3 separate regions of the Zea mays genome follow, and regions 2 and 3 are each linked to region 1. Evidence: chromatin contacts called from public Hi-C data. All regions are on one chromosome and are shown on one strand. The core of a region is the stretch at or near the end of the contact, and the rest is flanking DNA. Distances in the headings are between cores, read along the strand shown. Region 1 holds the start of LOC100275480. Region 2 holds the start of LOC118476764. Region 3 has its middle 67 kb from the start of LOC103651348.

Region 1 (3,891 bases), core at 520-3,019:
TTCTACTCCTTTGCACTCGCGCCGCAGCGGCCAGTGGCGTTGCTCATGTCCTCCTCAAAAGCTTTAATCTAAACTTAAGTAATGTGCTTTATTGTTCTTATTGATTATTATAGTATTGTAGAGTTGTTACTTGTTAACCCGGTAGATTTAAACTGTTCAATTTTTATATGGACATCAAGTGATTGGGACATGAAACCTTGTTGCAAAGACGTTAATAACTAAATCATTTGTGATCTAACCAAAATTGTTCAATGTCTTTTTTCATATATATTAAGACTAAAAGTCTGAAATTCTGACATCCCATTTGCATATTCCAGAAAACCCACCGAAAAATGAGGAAATTCTTGGTTGCTAGAAGAAATTCGTGCATGCCATTATATATATACAATTGTTTTTGTTGGACATAGGCTAGCCCAGTCTTTTTATGAATCCTAGATCATGACAATATACAGTTACCAACGATGCAAATACGCCGCACTAACTTTGGCTCTAGAACACGTGTTATCTATCATTGTTCCGGAAAAAAAAAACTTATTCGAGACCGTTTAAAACAAGGAATGGATATAGTGATTTTTCTTATACATACCTAAAAAGAATTTCTTAACAACGACGAAGTATAGCTATGCACTAGTACGTGAATTATTAGGCGGTTTGGTTCTAAGTCAGAGACCTTTCCATAACACAGCCTGCCACTTTATTTGGATTACATACGTCCGAGGATTAAGGTCGTAGTTGGACTTGTTCGTTGTATGGGATTAAGGTCTTGTTCAGTTACGAGGATAAAATCTTATCATAGATTTAATCCGAGTATGAATTAAGTAAATCTATACCTCACATCTAATCACATGGTAGGATTAAATCCATCATTTAATTTTTGTATCTTTAAAGTTAGTTATTCTTTTGATTCATGGATTATAATATAAATTTCTGCAATATATTTATATATTTGTTCCATACCTGATGAGCTATGGATAGAATACATGTCTTCCATAGTTTAAAAAAATTCTAAATCCTTACGTTATAATCCATGTTTGGTTTAATCGAATAAAAATTTGAGTAGCCTTAAATTATTTAGGAACATGGATTGTGATATAATTCATCCTAAGCCAGAGCTGGATTGATATAATAAATGAACCAGGCCTAAGTGAGTTTCGATCCTTAAAAAAGTTAAGATCTTTCATAAAATTTTCTAATTTCATCTAATCTACATAAAATTAGAGTAACGAAACAAGACCTAATGTGGTCTCAATCAAACAGGGCCTTTAGATAGTGTTTGGTTGAAGAGCTAAGTAGAACGGAGTCGTTCTGTTCCAGTTTTGTTGCTGTTTGGTTACAAAGTAACTAGAACGGAATGACTCTAATTAGGGAATATTCTTCTCAGATCCGGAACCATTCCGCTCCAAAAAATCAACCGGACGGAGCCGCTCCGTTCCCATCCCGCTCTCACAGTCACGCTCCGTTCCGTTGACTCTGCAACCAAACAAAAAACAGAGCCGCTCCGTTCCAGATTAACAAACACAAAATAGAGCGGCTCCGTTACTAGAATCAGGGATGGAACGACTCCGTTCTACTTGGCTCCTCAACCAAACACTACCTTAGTTCGCGCGCTTCCGTTCGTCCATGGACCCATGGAGGTGGAGGTGGAGCACGACGATAGCGAGGGAACTTATCCGTGCCGCGCTGCGAACACGTCCCTTTTACCCTTGTCTGAACAAGTCATCCGCTTCGTGACGCGCTACAAATAGCACGGCCGAGGAACCATCCGAGTTGCGAACACCACCCACAATCTCGTGTCACTCCCTAGTAACCACGCACTCACTTGGCCAGTGCCGCTCCACGCACGCACGCACAGACATGGGCAACACCGTGCCGCCGCGCGTGTCCCGCGAGGCCACCGGCGGCAGGAGGGGCGCCGGGACCGCGCGCAGGCGCAGGCGCTCCGAGAACGTTGCCGTCACCGAGGCGGCGCCTCCTGCCACGCCGAGCCGCGTGGTGGGCACGGCGCGCAAGCAGGACGGCGACGTTGAGGAGGAAACGACGCGCGCGGGACGAGCTCTGCGGGCGGGTGGTGGCGACGGCGCGGCCGCGTCCAGCAAGGTGCTGGCGGTGAGGATCGTGATGGAGAGGAAGGACGCGGAGGCGCTGGTGGCGAGGCTGATGGAGGCGCAGAGCGCGCGGGTGCGCAAGGCCAGGATGGCCGAGCTCAGAAGCGAGCTACGGGCCGGGAGCTGCAGTGGCGCGGCGGCGCGCGCCGAGACGCTGGGACTGGGAGGCAACCGCATGCTCCCGCCGATAGACTGATAGAGGAGAACAGGTGTGAGCGCGCGCCCAGTGGTGCCACACCACTAGCTTTGAGCGCCGGAGCTTGCAGTTTGCTTTAGTACGTGAACAACTTGCAGTAGTGTTTTAAGTTAGACGTGAACAACTTTTTAGCTTTTACCTAGGACAGTCGCGGTTTCAGGTGAGTAGTGTATGATTCGTTGGTCACCCGGGCCGTGCCTGTACATATGTGTAGGAGTGCTGTGGAGATGATTCTATGGCAGCATGGCCAGTCTCTAGTCTCTACACAAGTAGTGGTGCAGCTCAGCTAGCTTCTTAGTTCATGATCACTTTCTCGTCTCTATCGCCTCGCTCACGGCTATCGCTTCATCTCCAAGCTTTGTTTTCTGAACGGGGTAGCCAAGCCAAACCTGCCACGGCGGCGAATGCATGCATCAGCAGCGAGCATTTGGCGGCTGCACTGGCCGTTCCTTACCCTTTCACACGAGGAGAAAGCAACGGGGCGGGCAAGTGGTACGTCAGGAGCTGAGCCAGTGGTCACCGGGGCTTGGTAGATCAGATAACTGCTAGAAACAGTCGACCTCTGCGCAAGTGGCCCGCCGTTTTCACGCCCATCCGCTCCAAATTTCTTCCTTTCTGATCTACCTTCTCATGATCTCATCCATCCCCAAGACGGCTGTCAAGGTCAGATGTTATATTAGCAAGCGTCAAAGGGGCGGTTTACTCAGAGCTTCAGCTCTTCATTTGTAAAGCTAGATCGAAAGCGTTATTTTTTTAAAAAAAAAAGTTTTGAATAAGATGACCGTGTAATAATAAATACATCTTGGTCTTGGATTAGCATTCTATGTAAGCCAACATAAGTACCTTGGAACCTGTATATGGCTTGTAATACAATACATCCTTTTTAGCTTTTTAAACTGGCTGTTACCTGAGCATGTCTATCCTTACTGTAAGCTACGATAAGGCTATTCCTAATAGGCAGTATCATACTTATTAATGAGATGCCTTTCTTTTTGCTGATGTGGTACGACATTTAGTAAGAGGGAGAATAAAATTGTATCTTATCTTACCACTGTATAATCCATCAATTTTAATTTTACAATACTCATCCAACCAAATCATCTTCACACCATAACCTCAACTAAATCCACCAAACAAATTGCGCTCAGACTTAACACAGCATCAAAATCAACAGTTCAGATCGCTGAATAGTTCTCTCTTCCTTACTCACTCAAATCCAAATGACAATATTATTTATATAATCCCTCATCCCTCATCTCTCCCTTCCATACGACCCCACCACTCCCCGTGCCCTTGTCCTCCTATCCTCACTCGCGCCACCGCCGCAGTCAACCCCTCCCCTCCGCGGGATCACAACGTCAGCACAAGCTATATGCCAGTATAAGATATTGTTTTGACACGATATCTTAGTCCGTAGCATAAAAATAATGTTTGGTTTCCAGTCTAATAGACACAACATCACACCAATTGACTGGTTTATAAATATATAAGTATGATATTGCACATTGTGAATGGTGTATCTTTCTAGCAGTATTATACTGAAATCTTATGTGGCATCTTTAGATATTGGAGTATGGTAATTTAGACCGG
Region 2 (3,891 bases), core at 696-3,195, 220 kb after region 1:
ATAGTAACATTTAAAGAAACTGTGCTAACTATAGTACTTACCACCATTGACGTAGGTCTGATTTGTAAGATCCGCCATTCTTTTTTTATCACCTTTATATACTTTTTGTACTCGCTCGGACGACCTTGGAACAAACTTTCATACTGAGATTTCACTAAGGTATATTGTAGGAGCACCTCACTAAGCGTTCCCTTCCTGTCCTCATCAGCGAAGCAAAGAAAACCAAATAATGGCTCAGTCGCATCAACCACATACTTCAATTCATCCCACCATGACAGGCTCGTAAGGGTTTGATGAGTGTACCTCCCTTCTGGCATACTACTAAACTTGCTTTGTAGGAATCCCTGAGAACCCATCCACACCATGAACTTGTCCTTCCGACGAAGAAAGCTCTCTAAGAAAACATAATTTGTTCCAAACCTAGTGGCATTCCATTGAACCAACTCCCCACCAATTGCCTCCTTGATCATGGAATGTAGCTTGTTATGGTTGTAAAGAAACCGTGATACCCGTCTAGCACTTTGAATCACAACATCATGCTCAGGAAAATTTCTAATCTCCTTTAACATCAAATTTATGGTATGAGCGACACATGGCTGCCACACAATAGTAGGGTGCTTCGCGACTACCATACGTCATGCCTTTTTGTGGTTCGCACCATTATCAGTGATAATCTGGACCACATGCTCTGGACCAATTTCGGTGACCACGTCCATGATTTCCTACAAGCATCGTCCAAATTACAACAATAAGAGGCGCATAGAATAGCATTCAACCAACCATAAAATGATAATGAAATTACCTTATATAGGTAATTCGCATCCTGGGATTTACCCGTTGCATCCACTGATTTATGGAAGAACATAACACCATTACAAAATAACATGAAATTAATCACTGACATTTGGGTCGGTCCTGTCCGTGAGTCGCACATGATGGTAAGTCCATATGTTGGCCAGTCCTCCTTGAACTTTGTGAAATCATCCTGCAAATCCTTCTCATTCTCATCTAACTACCGATTGTCAATCAAATATCCTTTCGGATATCTGACCCCTTCACCTACATGTCAGGTACAACATGAATGAGAGAAATGTACGACATTGATTGACAATGATAAACTTTGGATCCACACTCACCATGTTTTTGCGTCTCTCTAAATGCATTGATGAAATATGGACTGTTTGCTTTATGCCCTGGAATCGCCTCCGCATGGAACCACTTAGCCCACTGCTGACCAACAAAATGGACCGCATTCTTTCCCGCCTTAGAGAACGGACCCGTATCAATCCTTGTCTGCACCATATGTGGCTTCTCCTTCCTAGAACCTATTCTCCCAAACGCGGCACGGAGACCACCTTGGTACGAGCCACCACCCGTCTCATACGTGCCACCGCTCGCGCGAGCACGCATCCTAAGCTCCTCCTCTCTCGACGCACGCATTGCGGCCTGTAACTCCGCATCATCATCATCATCGGAAACACGATGCGAACCCGCCGCTTGCAACTTTCGTGCCTCTTCCGCTACTCTTGCTTTTCTTTTATCATGGACCTTGTCTAGCTCACGCCGAAAGTAATCGGCAGTGTCCGGTGGAACGGTGCGACAACCTTGCACATTCCCCCCACACGATGCAAGGTGTTGCTTGAAACGTGTAGCACCACCACCCTTCCACTGTTTCTTGCAATACTTGCACTTGAATCCGGGATATATGTTGTCCCCGTGTACCCAAACCGGATCTTGCCGCTCCGACATCCCTGAAAATAGCAACAACAACTATTATTAGCCTACAATTATTAGCCTACATCTATTTTTACAAGTAGCGGTGCTAATTTCAAATGATTTGAAGCCAAAAGGGGAAAAATTAACCTAACCCTACCCCTACTCGGCAGCTCGGCTAATCGACCCATCTGGCCGATTAATCGGCTCATATCACCGATAAACCGGCCTAACCGGCCGGTAAGCCGCGCGGCGCGCCCTAGCCGATGCGCCCGATAAGCCGGAGCTAGCCGGCCGATTAGCCGCTCAAACCGGCCGATAAATCGCCTCAAACCGCTGGTTTACGGACTGTCGAGGAAGAGGGACTTACCGGCGGCTTTCCGCTCCAACCGGTCGGCTAGCCGGTTCTTATGGCCGGCTCGTCGTGCTCTGGCGGCGGACGGACGACGGTTTCGACCGGACGAGGCGTAGAAGCGGATGGGGAGCTCTGTGGAGCTGGTTGCGCGGCGTTAGGGTTAAGTATAGCCATAATGGGCCAGCCCATTTAGGAGGTGTTTTTTTTTTATTTTTTTTACTTTTTTGATTTTTAGTTTGAATTCGGTAGTGTATTTTTAAATTTGGTTTCAGTGGAAAGTCTTAGAATAATCCATAGTATTTATAAGAAAATTTTCGTCAAAATATTTCAAATTTTATAAAATTTCACAAATTCAAACTACAAAACCGGCTGGGCCCGATAACCGGAAAGCCGGCCGGTTTATCTGGTTTGCCGACCGGTTTCTCAAACCTTGGGCGGCACTGCGCTGTGTACCTTATCCCTATTTCAAACTCATCCTTCAAACAGTGTCAAACAGATTCACCGAAAACAGCCTTAAGCAAGTAAGTAAATTCTAACAAACTGCATTTCGAATAGATCCTCGTCTCGCAGGTCCCAGCCGCATGCCCGACCCTGTAATCCTAACCTTGTTCTTGCTAAATCATTCCCCAAACCCATTTCAAGACATCTAGCTCGTGACAGGAGCCACCACCTGTTATTCAGCGCATCAGCGGCTAGTATGAAGTCAAAACGGGGGGCTAACTTTACAGTACACAGGTTTTCAATTCCCATGGTACGTATGACGAGGTCCGCAGTTACGTGGAAAACGATTGTCCCACATCTGTCCCGACTCCTGCCTGATGTGTGTCAGTTCTAGCGGAAGAGCCTAGGAACAGAGCGCCGTGGGATCTTCCCTTCAAGCTTCAATCTTCTGTATGCCTCCCTGATGTGACAAGGCCTGATGGGTCCTGAATCCTTCCTCTCACTCATGACTACTCTTGCTGCAATACACAGTGAAATTGTCAAGAGAAAGCAACAACCAAGAAAGCCATCCCTTCTGTTGGAACCTACAAATTCTGCTAGCAAGTTCCTTGGATCGTAGCGAGGTGGAAAGAAGAAAATGGACCACAGAAACAGAAGCCAGACTAAAAAAACAAGATCATACTAGGTGAGCTTACAGTTGGATGTTGGTTATCATCCTTAGACAACGTACAAAATATACATTTCAGCAACGCTGTAGAAAATCGGATTCCATAGGAAAAAAAAGTAAACGTGACTATTCTGAACTTGCCTGTTTCAATTAGCTCACCAACAAATATTTTTGCTATTCCTGATACCACAATTGATGTAGGGATAGAAATCTTTTGACTTCCAGTGATGCTTGCCAATAGCTGTAAGCAAACACAATACAGATTAACACTACAAAATCTGGCCGAAGACTGATCTGAGTTACTGGATAGCAATTACATGATTAAAGGATTCAAATTTGTTATCGGCACACCCTCTATTCAAATCGGTACGGGCATACAAATTTCAAGCCTGCAGCATGATGAATGAAGCAAAAAAAAAAAAAAAAACTCCCGACCAAATTGTTGTTATCCAAGCACTTCTATAGGAAATGAAATAAATACATATAACATGCATGGCTATCTTAGTATGTTTCATATAAGGCATCGAGAGCCGAGTAATTTTCCATGAATTGGAACAAAAAACAAATATTTGCTTTAGCAGCTAGCACTTATTTGACTTAAGATACTATCACTAGTCATGCATTCAAGGTAAAAATATCTGCTCTATATGCATATATTTATTTACAAATTCAACCATTGAGAAATAATGGGACAAATATAAATAACGCATGAGTT
Region 3 (3,891 bases), core at 916-3,415, 140 kb before region 1:
CGGTGCGCCCATCGCCAGCAGCCTTCCCCAACGGCTACTTGGTGGTTGAGGGATATAAATCCCCCCAACCACCACAACTCCATGCATCCAGGTTTTTTGAAGTTCTCATTCAATACAAGAGCTAGTGCATTCACTCCTAGACACAATTCAAAAGATCAAAGCCTCTCCAAGTCCTAAATTCATTCCAACCACCTAGTGACTTGAGAGAGTGTGTGTTCGTGTTCATTTGTGCTCTTGTTGCTTGGATCGCTTTCTTCCTTCCTCATTCTTGTTCCAAAGTGACTTGTAATCAAAGCAAGAGACACCTAAGTGTGTGGTGGTCCTTGCGGGGTCTAAGTGACCCGTTTGATTAAGGAGAAAGCTCACTCGGTCTAAGTGACCGTTTTGAGAGAGGGAAATGGTTGAAAGAGATCCGGTCTTTGTGACCACCTCAACGGGGATTAGGTTCTTTGGAACCGAACCTCGGTAAAACAAATCCCCGTGTTCATTCGCTTGATTTCCATTTGATTTGTTTTCCCCTCTCTCCCGGACTTGATTTAAGTTCTAATGCTAACCCCGACTTGTAGTGTGTGTTTAAAGTTGTAAATTTCAGATTACGCCTATTCACCCCCTCTAGGCGACTTTCAATAAGCTTAGGTGGGGTGATTTTGATAAACTTGGGAGCAGCTTATGGGTTCTCTGAATGTTTTGACCCACTACACTCGCCGACCTTTCTAAAACAAGCGACACTCTCATATTGAGCAACAAAGCCTAACCACGGTCCACCAGTTCCCCTCTTGAACTGTCTAACCATCATGCCCAATTGGAACTCACTACACGACGCCCAGCTCGAGACCGATCGAATGTATGTGTTTTCTTCCTTGATCCGGGTCCTATCGTGTCTGTAGGACTCAAGAGCATATTGCAAACCCTCACAAAGCGCACACTGTGCAAGTGCAGGGGCACTCACTAAGCTAGACTTCTCAAGCAAGGCTATCATAGTGTTTCTCTCTCTGGTAGCTCAATTTGCAAACCAGGACAAGTTGTACGCATCTAACAAGGTAAACCTGGATCTCAACTCGTCGCGCTCATCTAGCAAGGTGTATAAGTGATAATGTTTTACAATAATAACAAAGAAAATATGTTCTGATTATAATTTAAGCGTGACGGAAATCCCCGATGGGATTTATCCCCGCGGGGAACGAGGATGGGGAAGAAATGCCCCCGCAAGAGTTCGTGGGGATCCCCGTGGCGAACTTTTTTCATTGCGGGGACGAGTATGGGGAGCTAAAACATGACGGAGAATTCCCCGTTGCCATCCCTAAATATGATAGACTTGTTCGTGAATTATTTTTGTTTTTACATTTATAATTCACATATCTTTACTTGCTTTTGTTTTTTTTTTTGCATTCTTTTAAGTCTGCATACAAAATCAAGAAGAGTTTCTCTTTTTTATTAAGCCGAACAGATATGACAGATACATGTGATAAAATTTCATCACTCACGTTTGAGTTGTACTATACATACATAAAGTCCATTGCACATGTTGCATATAAAGTGATTTTTTTGAAGATGTTGATCCATTCCAGATATGGCATGATCCACTTGGTCATCAAGGTATAGGGATGATGAGATAAATTACATGCAATTATATTGGTCATAATTTGCCCACAACAATTTTTTTTTCTTAAATCGAAAGATTTTATTTGCACAGTATGTGCAACTGGGAAAATGATTTTGAAACCAACACATCTTAAAATTAAAGTTGAACAACAAAAAAATCTAGGAAGAATTCAAGAAGATATTTGTGGACCAATTACACCAACTTCTGAACCATTCAGATACTTCATGGTATTGATTGACGCATCTACTCGATGGTCACATGTGTGTTAGAAAATAAACATTTGCTCAATTCTCTAGGGGGTGACACTTATCTCGCCAAGGGACATATATGCCCTTTGGCTTGCACCCCTACATGTGTATATATATAGTCTCCCTGCAATAACAAACAGTGGATGTTATTTTCATTCACTCGAACTCGTTTTCATTACACTACAACATTTCCATTCCATCGCGTGCTTGCTTAGAAAGAGAAGTTTTAAAAAAACACACCGTGCCAAGATGGCGAGGCGCCACACCATGACACGAGCCCGCTTCGTTTTTGTAATGGGACACGGCTGCGGGCCGTGGGCCGTGGGCCGTGGGCCGTGGGCCGTGGGCCGTAAGCTGGGAGCAGCGACGAGGTAGGACGACTAGGGCCTCGGCATCGCCACGGCCGGCCGGAGGACGGGAGGAGGACCCGGCACAACGCACGCAACGCATCGGGTCCGCGCGCGCGAAAGGGACGTGCGGCGGCGTCCCTTGGGCGTCGGAATGGGTCGCGGAGAGCGGCCGCGACTCCGACGAGCCCTCCTCCTTCCGGTCACGATCAGGCCTCCTCCGGTCCTCCACTGCCTGCCCCCCCCCCCCCCCCCCCCCCCCCCCCCCCCCGTGCTCTCCTGGTTTTTGTTTGTTTGTTTGTTTCCACGCACGCGCTACGGTCTGTGCATGTCCCTACCCACGGTTAGTTTTACTTGCTCCATATGATGCGCGGAAAGCAGCGCCACGGGCAAATGATGCAACGGAGACGGCGGCGGGTCTCCCCGTGGGCGCTACAGTGCACCCCGGGAGACGAGGCGAAAACTGCTGGCGGCGGGATGCGGTCGGCGTTGCCAGGTCGCGACGTACCTGACCCTTCTCCACCACGAGGGAAAACAAAAACACAGCTGCGCATGCAGTCATGACTCATGAGTGCGTTGCTCGGTTAAACGCGGCAATAATTGGAGTAGCTAGCTAGGCAGTGGGCGTCCAACCAGGAGCCTTTGACTTGGGGATGAGTAGATGACTAAAGAAAAGGGGAGCGTCGTGCCTGGCTGGGTGAGTGAGTGTCTGAGTGACAGAGTGAGAGACTGAGAGCCAGCCACGCGAAGCAAAGCGCCACTTGTCCTTCCTGCGAGCGAGGTGGTAAACTTTACTCTAACCAGGTGACATACGTGGCGCGGGGGCAGCCAGTTTCGTTTTCAGCACGGCAACAGTACCTTTCTAACGTCTCTGTCTGGGAAGAGAAAGAGTCAGAGAGAGAGCCGATCACGTTATCTCCATTTGCCGGCCATCACAGAATTCGCGAAAAGACGTGCGTCAGAACGTGTAGGAGATGCTCTTTCGTTCGAGGAGAGGGGGAAGCTGATCTGATAAGCACGGTAGTAGTACTAGCAGACGTGCACGGTAATAATAAGCTGAAGACAACTACTCCCTCCGTCCGGTTGAATTAGGCGCTCTAGCCCAAACAGTATGTCCAATGAATTTGTCGTTTTACCTCCGTCACGCCGTTCGCACTGCCGCCGCCGCTGCGTCGTTCCTCATGCGCCACATATTCTCGTTCACACCCTGATTGCGCACCATAAAGGAAGCCAAATCCCATTTCGATCTACATCAGCAGCAAGCCAGCAAAGGAGCGATTCCAGCGATCTGCATCAGCAGCCAAATCCCATTTCTTGTCTAGCAGCAAAGTCCGTCTAGAAAGCCAAATCCCATTTCTTGTCTAACAGTAACGTCCGTCTAGAAAGCTAAATCCCATTTTCAAATCGGCATCAGTAGAACCTCCGTCTAGGAAGCCAAATCCCCATTCGTGGTCATGGAGGAGCCGTCAAAGGAGAGGAGCTCGTCTAGCAAGGAGTCTGACCCGACCTGGGCATATCGATCTCCAGCCGCGATTGCTGCACGAGCTGGCAGATCCATTCGTCGCCGTCGTAACAGCAGCGTGGTCCGGCATCGTCCATACGTCCGCAAGAATTTCTCCAAGCCACGAAGAGGTGCTCTGTTGAGAGATCTTGATGAGGACGAGGTCGACTCTGGGAAATGAAAGAAGTTGGG

What was found. A called contact is a pair of places that touch in the nucleus more often than the background predicts.
Region 2: a Hi-C map of ear shows a contact between it and region 1, with 2.7 times the contacts expected there. The contact joins the promoter of LOC118476764 here to the promoter of LOC100275480 in region 1. A contact is called at or near these places in 6 of 25 Hi-C or Micro-C datasets (ear, endosperm, leaf and 2 more).
Region 3: a contact with region 1 is called in a Hi-C map of ear, with 2.1 times the contacts expected there. The contact joins the enhancer-like site here to the promoter of LOC100275480 in region 1. A contact is called at or near these places in 7 of 25 Hi-C or Micro-C datasets (bundle sheath, ear, endosperm and 2 more).

Annotation. Positions count from the first base shown.
Region 1 is chr3:213,982,086-213,985,976 of Zm-B73-REFERENCE-NAM-5.0, forward strand. LOC100275480 reads left to right here and starts at 1,770. Exons shown (of 1, transcript NM_001149544.2): 1 at 1,770-2,609. The coding sequence starts at 1,855. The coding sequence ends at 2,301.
Region 2 is chr3:214,197,391-214,201,281 of Zm-B73-REFERENCE-NAM-5.0, forward strand. It overlaps LOC118476764, which reads right to left and starts at 1,946. Exons shown (of 2, transcript XM_035966432.1): 1 at 1-1,946. It overlaps LOC100286233 (transcription initiation factor TFIID subunit 11), which reads right to left. Exons shown (of 4, transcript NM_001159121.1): 3 at 3,318-3,417; 4 at 2,591-3,027. The coding sequence ends at 2,900.
Region 3 is chr3:213,837,801-213,841,691 of Zm-B73-REFERENCE-NAM-5.0, forward strand. No RefSeq gene overlaps it. Among protein-coding and RNA genes, the nearest start is that of LOC103651348, 67 kb to the right of the region's middle. Within about 2 kb of position 2,166, at least 18 of the 20 cell types and tissues checked have an H3K27ac peak or open chromatin away from gene starts, as enhancers often do. A contact at or near this core is called in bundle sheath, ear, endosperm and 2 more, where this site is marked.